Linked DNA regions of Sus scrofa: region 1 is linked to region 2. Evidence: chromatin contacts called from public Hi-C data. All regions are on one chromosome and are shown on one strand. Each heading gives the region's core, a stretch centred on a gene start, on an enhancer-like site or on the middle of the called end of the contact. The rest is flanking DNA. Distances are from core to core; before and after follow the strand shown. Region 1 overlaps HGFAC (hepatocyte growth factor activator). Region 2 has its middle 7.5 kb from the start of RGS12.

What was found. Hi-C and Micro-C count contacts between places; a contact is called where the count stands out from the background.
Region 1: a Hi-C map of liver shows a contact between it and region 2, with 6 times the contacts expected there. The contact joins two enhancer-like sites. A contact is called at or near these places in 2 of 47 Hi-C or Micro-C datasets (heart right ventricle and liver).

The regions. Positions count from the first base shown.
Region 1 is chr8:2,080,125-2,085,820 of Sscrofa11.1, forward strand. HGFAC (hepatocyte growth factor activator) reads left to right here. Exons shown (of 14, transcript XM_003482335.3): 9 at 1-59; 10 at 647-911; 11 at 2,259-2,398; 12 at 2,750-2,890; 13 at 2,988-3,136; 14 at 4,127-4,382. The coding sequence ends at 4,309. Among named protein-coding and RNA genes, the nearest start is that of HGFAC, 5.8 kb to the left of the region's middle. Within about 2 kb of position 1,332, at least 45 of the 83 cell types and tissues checked have an H3K27ac peak or open chromatin away from gene starts, as enhancers often do.
Region 2 is chr8:1,961,179-1,966,659 of Sscrofa11.1, forward strand. No RefSeq gene overlaps it. Among named protein-coding and RNA genes, the nearest start is that of RGS12, 7.5 kb to the right of the region's middle. Within about 2 kb of position 2,028, at least 75 of the 83 cell types and tissues checked have an H3K27ac peak or open chromatin away from gene starts, as enhancers often do.

The DNA of each region.
Region 1 (5,696 bases), core at 82-2,581, 120 kb after region 2:
GTGCTACGTGGTGAAGGACAGCGCCCTCTCGTGGGAGTACTGCCGCCTGGCCGCTTGTGGTGCGTGCGCTGGTGGCTGGGGTGGGAGAGCAGGGTGGGGGCAGAGGTGACCCAATCCCACAGAGGTCCTGGCCGTTTTCCCCGGCCTTCCCTACCCCACCTCCGTGCCCAGCCTCCTCTGTCTGGAGGACCGCTGCCCCATCTGACAATGGGGAAACTGAGCCTCCGCAGAGCAGGGCTGGTCCAAGGCCATGCAGTGGCTTGGCACGAGGGGTCAGGGTGGGCAAGCCTGGGATCTCTAGACCTGCATGGCTCTCCGGCCATCCTGGGCTGGCTCTGCGGCCCAGGCTGCTGGGAGGGACCTGAACACCTGCCAGGTGTGCCCGGCACACCTGGTTCCCACAAAGCCTTGTGACTAGGTTCTGTTCTCCCCATCCTGTAGATGAGAAAACTGAGGCAAAGTCACACGCCCTCAAGGGCAGAGCTGGGCACGAGCCCTGAACCCAGTCAAGTGGCCTAGGGTAGGGAGGGAGGTGGGTGAACCACCAGGGGCCTGAGGACAATGGACAGTGGATGCAGCCAGGACCCCTTGGGCCTGGGGTGGGCAGAAGGAACCCTGGGGGTGCGACCCGGTCACCTGCTTCCAGAGTCCCTTGCCAGAATTCAGCCCCTGCCTCCTGAGGTCCTGCTGACTCTGCCTGAGCCCACGGCGGCTGGACCAGCTGGACGCCAGAACTGCGGCAAGAGGCACAAGAAGAGAACCTTCCTACGGCCACGCATCATCGGTGGGTCATCCTCGCTGCCGGGCTCCCACCCCTGGCTGGCCGCCATCTACATCGGGAACAATTTCTGCGCAGGGAGCCTTGTCCACACCTGCTGGGTGGTGTCTGCAGCCCACTGCTTCGCCAACAGGTGAGCGGCTCTGGCCCGTGTCCAGGGTCCCCACGTATCCCTCAAATCATCCACCTCTCGCCAACCACCACTACGCCTCCGCTCACCCGCCGGGCCGTACACCCATCGCCCTCTCCATCTGCCACCCACCTGCCTGTCCAACCATCACCCCTGTGCCCCACGTGCCCCACCTACCCGTGTAAACTCCATCCTTTGGTCCCTTCAGACTCAAGCGAGATTCAGCGCTCAGCCCGGTGCTGGGCATGGAGGCTGCTGAGGCCCGCCCCATTCCTGCCCCAGGATGCTGTCCTTGTCCCTGTCCCTGCCCCGGGGGCCGCCCAGTCCGGGTACAAGCCCGGGGATCTCGGTCCAGCGCTGAGCGCTGAGCGCTGGGCGGTGCGTGCCCGTGCGCGTGCGCAGCAGGGCGGTGGGTGGGCCCCGCCCTCGCCGGGCCCGCCCCTTCCGGCCCCGGCCCCGCCCCGACCGATCCCGGAGCGCCAGGGGGCGTGGGGAGCCGCGGGAGCCGCCGCGCGGCGAGCTCCGTGGGGAGGAGGAGGCCTGGGAGAGCTGGGGAGGAGTCAGGGGTGCGAGGCCCACCACCACAGCCCGGGGGCGGGGGCAGCGAGCTCAGAGCAGGAAAGGCCAGCCCGTCCCCTGCTTCTGTCGGCTGCGATGGGGCACAAGGCTCTGCCTTGCGGGAGGGGGCTCTTCTGGCGTGGCGGGGCTTGGGGGGTACCAGGGGAAAGGAATGGGCTGGATAGTGGCATCTTTGGGACCAGGGGCTTGGGAAGGCCTGGGAGTTTGGCATCGTGGGAGTCGGACAGTGAGCCCCCATTGGTCACCGTGGAGACTACAGCACCCACTCTCCACACCCAGGGAGGGGCTGCGGAGGGCCCAAGCTGGGTGGGGGTAGGCATCACCTGAGGGCCAGACCCCAGCACACTGGTCCCCTGCCTGGGCCACGCAGGGCTGGTGGAGGCAGGTGGAACAGGGCATTCACTGGGCGGGGGGAGGCGGGGTGAAGGGAGTACCCGGGCTCCTGGACCCCCAGTGACTTCGAGAGGGCTTCCTCCTTTAGCAGAACTGGCACCCAGGGCTGGAATCTGCACCAGCTCGGGCGCCATTCAGCACAGACCCCGCCTGGACCGGCCTGAGCCTCCCCACCCCTGGCCCCGCTGGGGTTACTAACATGGTTAAGTTAGAGATGGTGCTGCCAGCATGGTGGGTGTGGCCATAACCCACCACGCCACACGCCAGCCCCTGCTCAGGTCTCTCCAGGGCGTGGGGTCGGGGGAGGGTCCTGGGGCTGTCTCCTGGATGTCCCCACGAGTAAGGGGTGAGCGGACCTCAAGGGCCCCCACTTCGCAGCCCCCCCAGGGAAAGTGTCTCTGTGGTCCTGGGCCAACACTTCTTCAACCGCACGACGGATGTGACGCAGACGTTTGCCATAGTGAAGTACATCCCGTACCCCCTGTACTCGGTGTTCAACCCCAGTGACCATGACCTCGGTGAGGCTGGGGTACAGCAGGGCCGGGGCTGTGTGCTCTGTGTACCCCGGGGGCCAGAGCCAGAAGAGGGGCTGGGGGTGGGCACCAGGCGGGCCTGGGAGAATCCACAGACACTGGGGGGAGGGGGGGAGGGGGCAGCAAGAGTGCCTGGGTGACATATGGCCTTGGCCTGGCCGGAGGAAGCCCGGGCTGGCAGCCTTGCTGGGCCCTGGGCTGGCCCTCCTGTTGCCTCCTGGGCTCCCAGGCCACAGCCCCTCTGCCCAGCGGGGCGGCACCCCTGGGATGCACTGGCCCCCTTCTGCCTGTCATGGGCCCCTGCACGGCAGGCTGACCTGGCCTCCTCCCGCCCAGTCCTGATCCGGCTGGAGAAGAAAGGGGAACGCTGTGCCGTCCGCTCCCAGTTTGTCCAGCCCATCTGCCTGCCTGAGCCGGGGAGTCCCTTCCCTGCTGGGCACAAGTGCCAGATTGCAGGCTGGGGCCACCAGGATGAGAGTGAGTGGGGGTGGGGCAGGGGCCCGGCGTGCTGCCCAGGGAGGGTGGTGGGCAGCCCCGGGGCCCCGCCCAGCCTGAGAGCCCCGTGTCACGGCAGACGTGAGCGGCTACTCCAGCTCTCTGCGGGAGGCGCTCGTGCCCTTGGTTGCCGACCACAAGTGCAGCAGCCCAGAGGTGTATGGGGCCGACATCAGCCCCAACATGCTGTGCGCCGGCTACTTCGACTGCAGGTCCGACGCCTGCCAGGTGAGCCAGGACAGCCCCCCCGGGAGCTCAGAGCCAAAAGGGACCGGACCCGCAGGGCCAGCCAGGCGCCGGGACAGAAAGGCCACCTCCCAGTCCGCGGCCACCCCTGGTGGGCGCTCACTGCTTCTGGAGGCTGCCCGGCTGCTGCTGGAGACCCTCGGGGCAGGAGTGCGGCCCCAGCTCCCAGGAAGGGGCCTGGTCACCAAACCCAGGCTCGTACCCAGCTGTCCCCAAGGGCAGGGCTGGCCACGTGCCATTAAAGGCCAGAGCCCCTTTCACCCGGAGTTCTCCCGAGTGGGCTTGGCCGATTAGCCGATGCTAATTGCCGTGTATCAAGGAGTCTTCAGGGGATGTAAGTCAGTGCTGAGATGGAGAAGCAGCTTTGCCTCCCATTTCATAGATGGGGAAACCGAGGCCCAGAGAGGTTTGCTCGCTCTTCCCAGGTCACACAGCTCAGAAGTGGCAAGGGGTGGGTGTTGGACACTGGCCCACATGGGGCAACGAGCTATTTGGGGGAAGTCGAGGAAGGCTTCACGGAGGAGGAGGCACGTGCACGTGTCCTGAGGGGCTGAATAGGAGTTTGCCAGGTGGCGAGGAGGGCGTTTCAAGTGGGGAGTAGCCTGTGCTGGCATCCAGGGCCGCCTGGTCCACAGGGGAGATGCGGACCGAGGAGCCCGGTGCTGGCCGTGGAGGGGAGAGGGCGCCACGGCGGGGCTCCAGGAAGGGGCCCGATGGGTCAGATGGTGTCGTGGCAGCCCAGGAACGGGAGGACCTCCTGTCAACGAGGGGACGTGGGATAGCGCCCTCACTCTAATCCTATGTCACCTGTCCCCAAGCCGTCGGGACGTCCACCTCGAGAGTCCACATCACAGGAGAGCTTGGCTGCTCTGGAGGCGTTTTCGGGGTCGGGAGAGGGGTGTGGGGACGGGGTGTCGCTGAGCTGTGGGTCTCCCGGGCTGGCCCCAGGCTCTGACCGGCTGCTCTGTGCAGGGGGACTCAGGCGGGCCCCTGGCCTGCGAGAAGAACGGCGTGGCCCACCTGTACGGTATCATCAGCTGGGGGGACGGCTGCGGGCGCCTCAACAAGCCCGGTGTCTACACCCGCGTGGCCAATTACGTGGACTGGATCAACGACCGGATTTGGCCCTCTAAGCGGCCTGCAGATCCCTCCTGAGGCCCCTGGGGGCTTCCTGCCTCTGTGCTGGTCCCTCCTTCCTGCCAATAAAGATGTTTGCAGGCTCCCGGCCCACACTGCCCGTCCCGCTGCCCCAGCTCGGCCGTCCCTCCCAGGCCCCGAAGCCCATCCACATTTGTGGGCGATGTGGCTTCCAGGCTGGGGGCCCAGAGCCAGCACCTCAGTGGAGACGGGGACCTATGACCCCAGGGGGCGGGTCTGGCGGCAGAGCCCGACGAGTCGAGGTAGGGGAACCACTTTGATCCTCACCCTGACCCCTACGAGGCAAGTGGGGCTCCGGGCCTCCTGGGCTGTCCCAGGACAGAGGGTGTTCAAACCCAACGCGGGTTACCGGGGAAGCCCCTGGGTATCATTTTGCTTCGAGAAGGGTCAGGCCGCCTGGCCGACTGCAGCTCAACCCCAGGCGTGTTTTTCGGGAGGGAGAACTGGAGATTTCCCCTGAAGGAAACTGGGGGATGGGGGATTGCCGTGTAGCTTAGCGGGTTAAGAACCCAATATAGTCTCCGTGAGGATGCAGGTTTGATCCCTGGCCTCGCTCGGTGGGTTAAGAATCTGGCGTTGCCACAAGCTATGTTGTAGGTCATAGATGTGGCTCGGATTCTGTGTTCCCATGGCTGCGGTGTAGGCTGGCAGCTGCCGCTCCAATTCAACCCCTAGCCTGGGAAACTCCATGTGCCGCAGGTGCGGCCCTAAAAAGATAAAAAAAAAGAAAAAAAAGAAAAAAAAGGAAGGAAACCAGGGAATGGATGGGCCCAAATGCCAGGGTCTGCCAAGGGTAGTGGGCTGCACCAGGTGGGCAGGACACAGTGGAGGAGGAGTCTGAGATGCCAAAGAGCCTAGAATCCCAGGCAGGAAGGAATAGCACGTGCAAAGGTCCTGAGGCAGGCGACTGGTAGTGACTTACAAATCAAAGTGAAGAAGTGTGGCTGAGGCCCTGGGGGACTGAGGGGCTGGGGGTGTCCCAAGGGTCCCTGATGGGCCAGCAGAGTGGGGAGTGATGACATTTGTAGTCCGGAAAGTAGGCCTGGGTGTGTGTGGACGGGGCAGAGGTGCCCAGTGCTGGATGCCTTGGGCAGCTGGGAGTCTGGGTCTCAGTGAGGGTCGGGAGGGGGCAGTGTTGAGTGCATCCAGACCCAGTCCCCCCAACCCGGGGCAGCCCCAAGCGGGGGGTCGTCCTCCCACAGCCTCTGCTCCCCTCTCCTGTCATCCCCGCAGCCCCGCCCTCTCCTGGGTGACAGGCCAGGACTGCCTCCATGTCACTGCCCCCACCTGCCTTGGGACTCCCCAGTCCCTGTGCTGTCTGGCTCCACTGCCCCCGGCCCCACTTCTGCCCTGCCCGCCCGGCCCCCAAATTGTGCTCGGGCCA
Region 2 (5,481 bases), core at 778-3,277:
GCAGCAGAACCGTAGGGCTCACCTGTCCCAGACTTTCTTCTGCAGAGGTCGGCTTGGCTGGTGCAGGCCGACGAGGCTGCAGCAGCACGGCCATGGACTGTCCCCCACAGCTCCCGTGTAAAGACCCAACCCCTGGGGTGTTAGGACGTGGGCCTTTGGGAGGTGACCAGGCCACGAGGGTGGAGTGCCCACGAGGGCTTAGTGCCCTCTCTGCTCTCTAGCAGGTGAGAGGCAGCCATCTGCAAACCAGGAAGGAAGTCCTCACCAGACCCCGGATCTATCGGCACCGTGGTCTCGGAACGCCAGGCTCCAGAGCCCTGGGAAGTGAACATTGCCGTCTAAGCGCCCTGGCCTGTGGTATCTGTCACAGCGGCCCCAGCAGACGGAGTGGTGTCCAGTGCGCTCTGCTGGAGGTGCCGCCAAGGCTCGGAGCACAGGTGGGCTGAGTGAATCGGGGTCCCGTGGAAAGATCGTACATCCACCCAGTTAACTTCCACACCGGTAATACTGTGGACTGGATGGCTTCGAAACAACAGAAGCTTATTTCGTGCGCTTTGGCGGCTTAAGTTCAAGACGAAGGTGTGGACAAATTCAGCATCTGGCGAGGACCTGTTTCTGGTTCACCGACTCAGCCTCTGGTCGTGTTCTCAAGGGGTCCAAGGGGTGAGGGAACTTTCTGGGGTCTCTCTTACACTCTCTTACAGGGCACTCGGTGCCTCTCATGGCCGTGTCACCTCCAAATACCGTCCCAAAGGGGAATAGGCTTCGAGGTGTGAATTTAGGGGGGCACGTTCAGTCTGTGGCTGTGCTGTTGTGGAGCCGCAGAGCCTGAGAGCTCAGCAGAGCACAGCAGCCCTCCCGGCGGCCAGCACTCTCCGCCACAGCAGCTCCCAGCTCCGCACGCGCATTTGCAAATGCAAGTGTAAGGGGAAAGGGGAACCGAAGGGAATGTGAAGCATAACTTAGGATGCTAGGGTTTTCCCTCGTTGGTGGAGGGGTTTGAAGAGGGAGGGTTGGTGTATTTTTCACGATGATTTAATATACACCCAGTAGACTCCAGCCAGATTTGGGTGCTGGCTGCTTAACTGAAAGTCGAGGCCTGACTAGTTGGGATCCTGGGCTTGTACAATAAATGCCCAGCAGACTGTTTCCTGAAAATACTCTGGCTGGTCACTGTGACTAAAACGGTTGGAATTTCCAAAAAAGTAGTGACTGCTGAGGAAGAGGAGAACTGGAGGCAGGGGAGAGGCCACCCTGGTCGGTCTTGTGTGGGACAAGGCTGGGTGTCTGGACAGGGGGCGGGGAGGAACAGGCCCCCTCGGAACCTCCGGGGCACCGGCTGCCTGGCCCCTCCACCCTGTTGGCGTAGTAGGGGGTGTCTGTGCCCTTCCCTCCGCTTCCCTTCCTTAAAAACAAACCAGGTTCCCGGTGGAACGCAGTCTGCCCCAGGAGGGGCGGGGTCCCCCAAGAGGAGGGGGGCGCGGAGGAAGGGTCACCAGTGCCCTTGGGAGGGCGTGAAAGGAGACCGGGGAGGACGCGGGAGGGAGCCCGGGCTGGGGGGCCTGGGAAGGCCGAGGCAGGAGGGGAGCCAGGCCTGGGGGGGCCCAGGGCGTCAACAGGCAGAGCGGGACCAGCCACCTCGCGGGCAGCGGAAGTCCCGCCCCAGAGCCGGGAGGTCCCGCCCCTCAAGACCGCCCCCTCACACCCCGCCCTTCACTTCACAGCCACGCCCCTCTTCCTGTCCCGCCTCCTGCAAGCTCTTTCCCTCGTCTTTTTCAACACTCTCCCTGGAAGCGCCGCCCCCGTCCTGTCCATTGGATTCCCGTCCGTGAGTGGGCTCCACAGGCCGTGCATTCCGGCCCCATCCTAAGGGCCGCCCCTCGACGTTGGAGGCCACAACCCCGCCCACCTTGCTCCCGGAGGGCGCGCTCCTCCCTCGACCCCGCCCACAGCCCCTCCCCTGAGGCCGCGCCCCCTCCGCGGCTTCGCCACGGCCGCCCCGTCCTCTCAGGAGGTACCGCCCCTTGCACGGCCTGGTCCTGCAGCTCCGCCCCGCCCACCAGGCGGCCCCGCCCCCGAAGAGCCCCGCCCCTCTCGGCCCCGCCCCTCGGCCCCCGGCGACGGCGGCGACCGTTGGGCGCGCGGGCGGAGCGGATCGCGGCCGGAGGGCGAGCGGCCGGTAGGTTGCGGGCCGGGCGCTGGCCGCCCCGCCTCCACTTTCTTTCTTCCCCGGGCGCGCGCTCGCGCCCTCCGCGGCCCGCCCCGCCCTGCGGAGCGGAGGGTGCTGGGGCGGCCGGCTCCCTGGGGTCCCGCGCTCGGGGCCGCCGGCCACCTTCGCCCGCCTTTTGTTCCCGGGCCCAACTCCAGGCCGGGCCGTGGGGCGGCCGCGGGGCCAGCCCGGGCCTGGGCGGGATCGAGGGCCGGCGCCGGGGTCGGGCGCTGGCGGCCGAGGGCGCGGGCCCGCCGTGCCCACCGCGTCCGCTCGGACGTCGTCCGGGCCGAGCCGCCCGGGCTCGCGAGTTTCCTGTCCGACCTCGCAGGCGGCCGCATTGTTTGGCCAGAGGCCGTCTCCAGAGACCCCAACTCTGGAAGCAACTGCAGCAACTCCGGTGCAGTGCCAGGCGCCTTCCCGTCCCAGGCCCCGTGCTCAGCGCAGGGTGTCGGGGTGCCGCAGCGAGGCCCCAGCGTTGAGGGGTGTCGACCGAGCGGTCCAGCGTATAGGTGTAGACAGAGTGTCTAGAGTTGTGGGGTGTAGACACAGTGGCCCAGAGTTGTTGGGTGTAGGCAGAGTGGTCTAGAGTGTGGGTGTAGACAGTGGCCCAAAGTGTAGGTGTAGACAGAGTGACCTGCAGTTGTGGGTGTAGACAGAGCAGCCCTGGGTTGTGCGGTGTAGACAGAGCCCTGGGCAGGCAACCACTCTGTCTGTGCTTCCCCATTGCTGGACTGGGCTTGGAATGGGACCTGCCCCGGGCCCCTCCGGGTTGTGGGTGGGTCTCCCGCCACATGGTCAGTGTCTGTTGCTTTCGTGGTCGCCGTGTGCCGTGATGGGAAGGGCACTTGTAAGGTCGTGGACCTGCAGGCAGGGACAGCGAGGTGGCTCCCCTTCCCAGGAGAGGAGCGGGGAGACACCCCACCCTGGTCTGCGGCAGGAGCCTGAGCAGGTAGTGGGAGAGGGCGACGCGCAGGGGAATGTGTTTCAAGTTTTACTTTAGAAACAGTTGTCACAGTGCGAGGTTTCGTCCAAACGCCTCCTGCCTCGCTTTGTGCCAAGAGGTGATAGGCACGGGGTGCCCTGCAGAGGACCTGGGCCTCAGGGGTGCTCCTCAGATGGGAACATCCTGTTGAGGAGGCGCCCACAGCGGGCACTGGGTGATGGTGACGGGCAGAGGTCACAGGGAGGTCACCAAAGATGAGGGCTGGACATGTTGAGCGGACCTGTGGGAGGACACAGGGTGGCAGTGTGGTGGGCAGGGTCAGGAGGCGAGAGGGAGGTGCCAGTGGCCAGGCGAGGAGCAGCTGGGGGCGGGGAGGCTGGGGCCAGTGTGGCCCTGGCGAGGTGGGGTGGGAGGAGCAAGTTCACTTTCTGATTATATTGTCTTTAGACCTTTGTCTTTGTCTGAAATGGCCAAACAAGACAGTCGGATGAAGGCAAACAGTGTGTAGTTAAGACTTGGCACGTGCCATGCAGCGAGTCCTCCAAACAGCCAAGCCAGTGCCATTTACATTTGCTTTGAATTTGGTGGGATTCCCATAAACATTTTCCTTTCTAATTAGCTCTTGTACAAGCTTCCCGTGGCTGCTGTAACACGTAGCAACTTAGTGGCTTAAACAGTAGAAATGCATTCCTTCACAGTTCTGGAGGCTGGAAATCCTTTCGGCTTCTGGAGGCTGTCCTCAGGCCTTGGCCCAGGACCCCACGTCACATCCCCGGTGCCCCTCCTTCCGTCCTTGCCACCTGTCTTCACACCCCCCTCTGTCCCCTCCCACAAGGACACGTGATCGTGCTCAGGCCTCTTCGGGACCCTCACCCATCAGAGGCTCTTTAATGCGGTCACACCTGCCAAGCCCCTGTGGTCTATAAGGTGACATTCACGGCTCCAGGGCTGAGGACCTGATGTTGCTGGGAACCTCCCTGACTCTTTTGGAAAGGATGTGATCTCTCCTGGCCTGTGCTGGGGAGCAGCCACCTCGTACACCTCTCCGGCGTCTGTTGAGGGGCTGCGGCTCCTGCGTCCAGAAGTGCCTCGAGGTGTCCCTGCTTTGTGCTGGAGGAGAGGCTGCAGCTGTCCCAGGAGAGAAGATAGGCCTTGCTGGGGCTCAAGTCTGGCAGATCACTCTTTTTTTTTGGTGTGGGGGGGGTGCTGCATCCATGGCCTGTGGAAGTACCTGGGCCAGCCAGGGATGAACCCGTGCCGTAGGACCATGCTGGATCCTTAACCCGCTGAGCCACCAGGGAACTCCAGATCACTCATTTTTACTTGGGGGATGGTGGCTACCAGCTCCTTTGGCCATGTGACAAAAGCTGTAGTCAGTCTTCGCAGGTATACTCAACCCACGTGAAATGCAGTTTTACCATAGACACGAGTTTCCCTGTGGATTTTGAGGGTTCACCGGATTCACCATGACGGAGACCATTTGCTCCAGCCAAAGAACATGCATAGTTTGCCCTTTCTGCTCTCTTCCCTCTCCTTCCCAGTGGCCTTGCTGTCTTCAACCCTGTCATCGGGTCATATTCCCAATGTGTATCGCATTCTACATATACATCTTTTTCTATGTCTTGTTTTTGTCCCTTAACTGTGGCCTTGGCTGTCCTTACACCAGGTGTAGAGCTAAACGTACTGATGAGAGAATCAGCAGGAGCTCTCCTGTCCTGCTTGTGCCCCTCCCAGGGGCAGGCACCCTAGGTCCTCTCTCCTCAGGCCTTGGCTGCTGTTTAAGCTGCTGTCTTACAGTCTGTGTGTTTTGGTTTCTCTTGAAGGTGCAGGGGAGCGCTAGCTTCCCCTCTGCCGCACCACTGCTTCCTCTCCCCCCGGCTCCCAACTTAATCACTTCACCTTCTTTTGGCTAAACCAGTGTCCATTTCTCCCTTTTGCTTGTTATGGAACCCTGCGGTGCTGAGCCCAGCTCCTTTCTCACCCAGCCCAGGGGCTTCTTCCTATCACTATCCCCCAGCACTGTCCTGCCACACCCTGCTGTCCCTGTGGTGGCCCTTGTCGGCTGACGACTGTTGGGGACCCCCTGCCTCCTGCCCCGCTCTCTCTGGTCCTGCTGAGGTCTGTGCGCCTGTGTCCGTGTGTCCCTGTGCTCGGGACCTCATGGTCACTAAGAAACATTATGTGGATTTTTCTTTTGCTCTTGATTTTGAAAGTACATTTTCCTCTTCAGTTAACTTTTAGTTTAGCTGGGTATAGAATTCTGCTGGAAAGCATTTTCTCAGACCTTTGAAGCTGTTGCTTCATCGTTTGTAGCTTCCAGCACTAG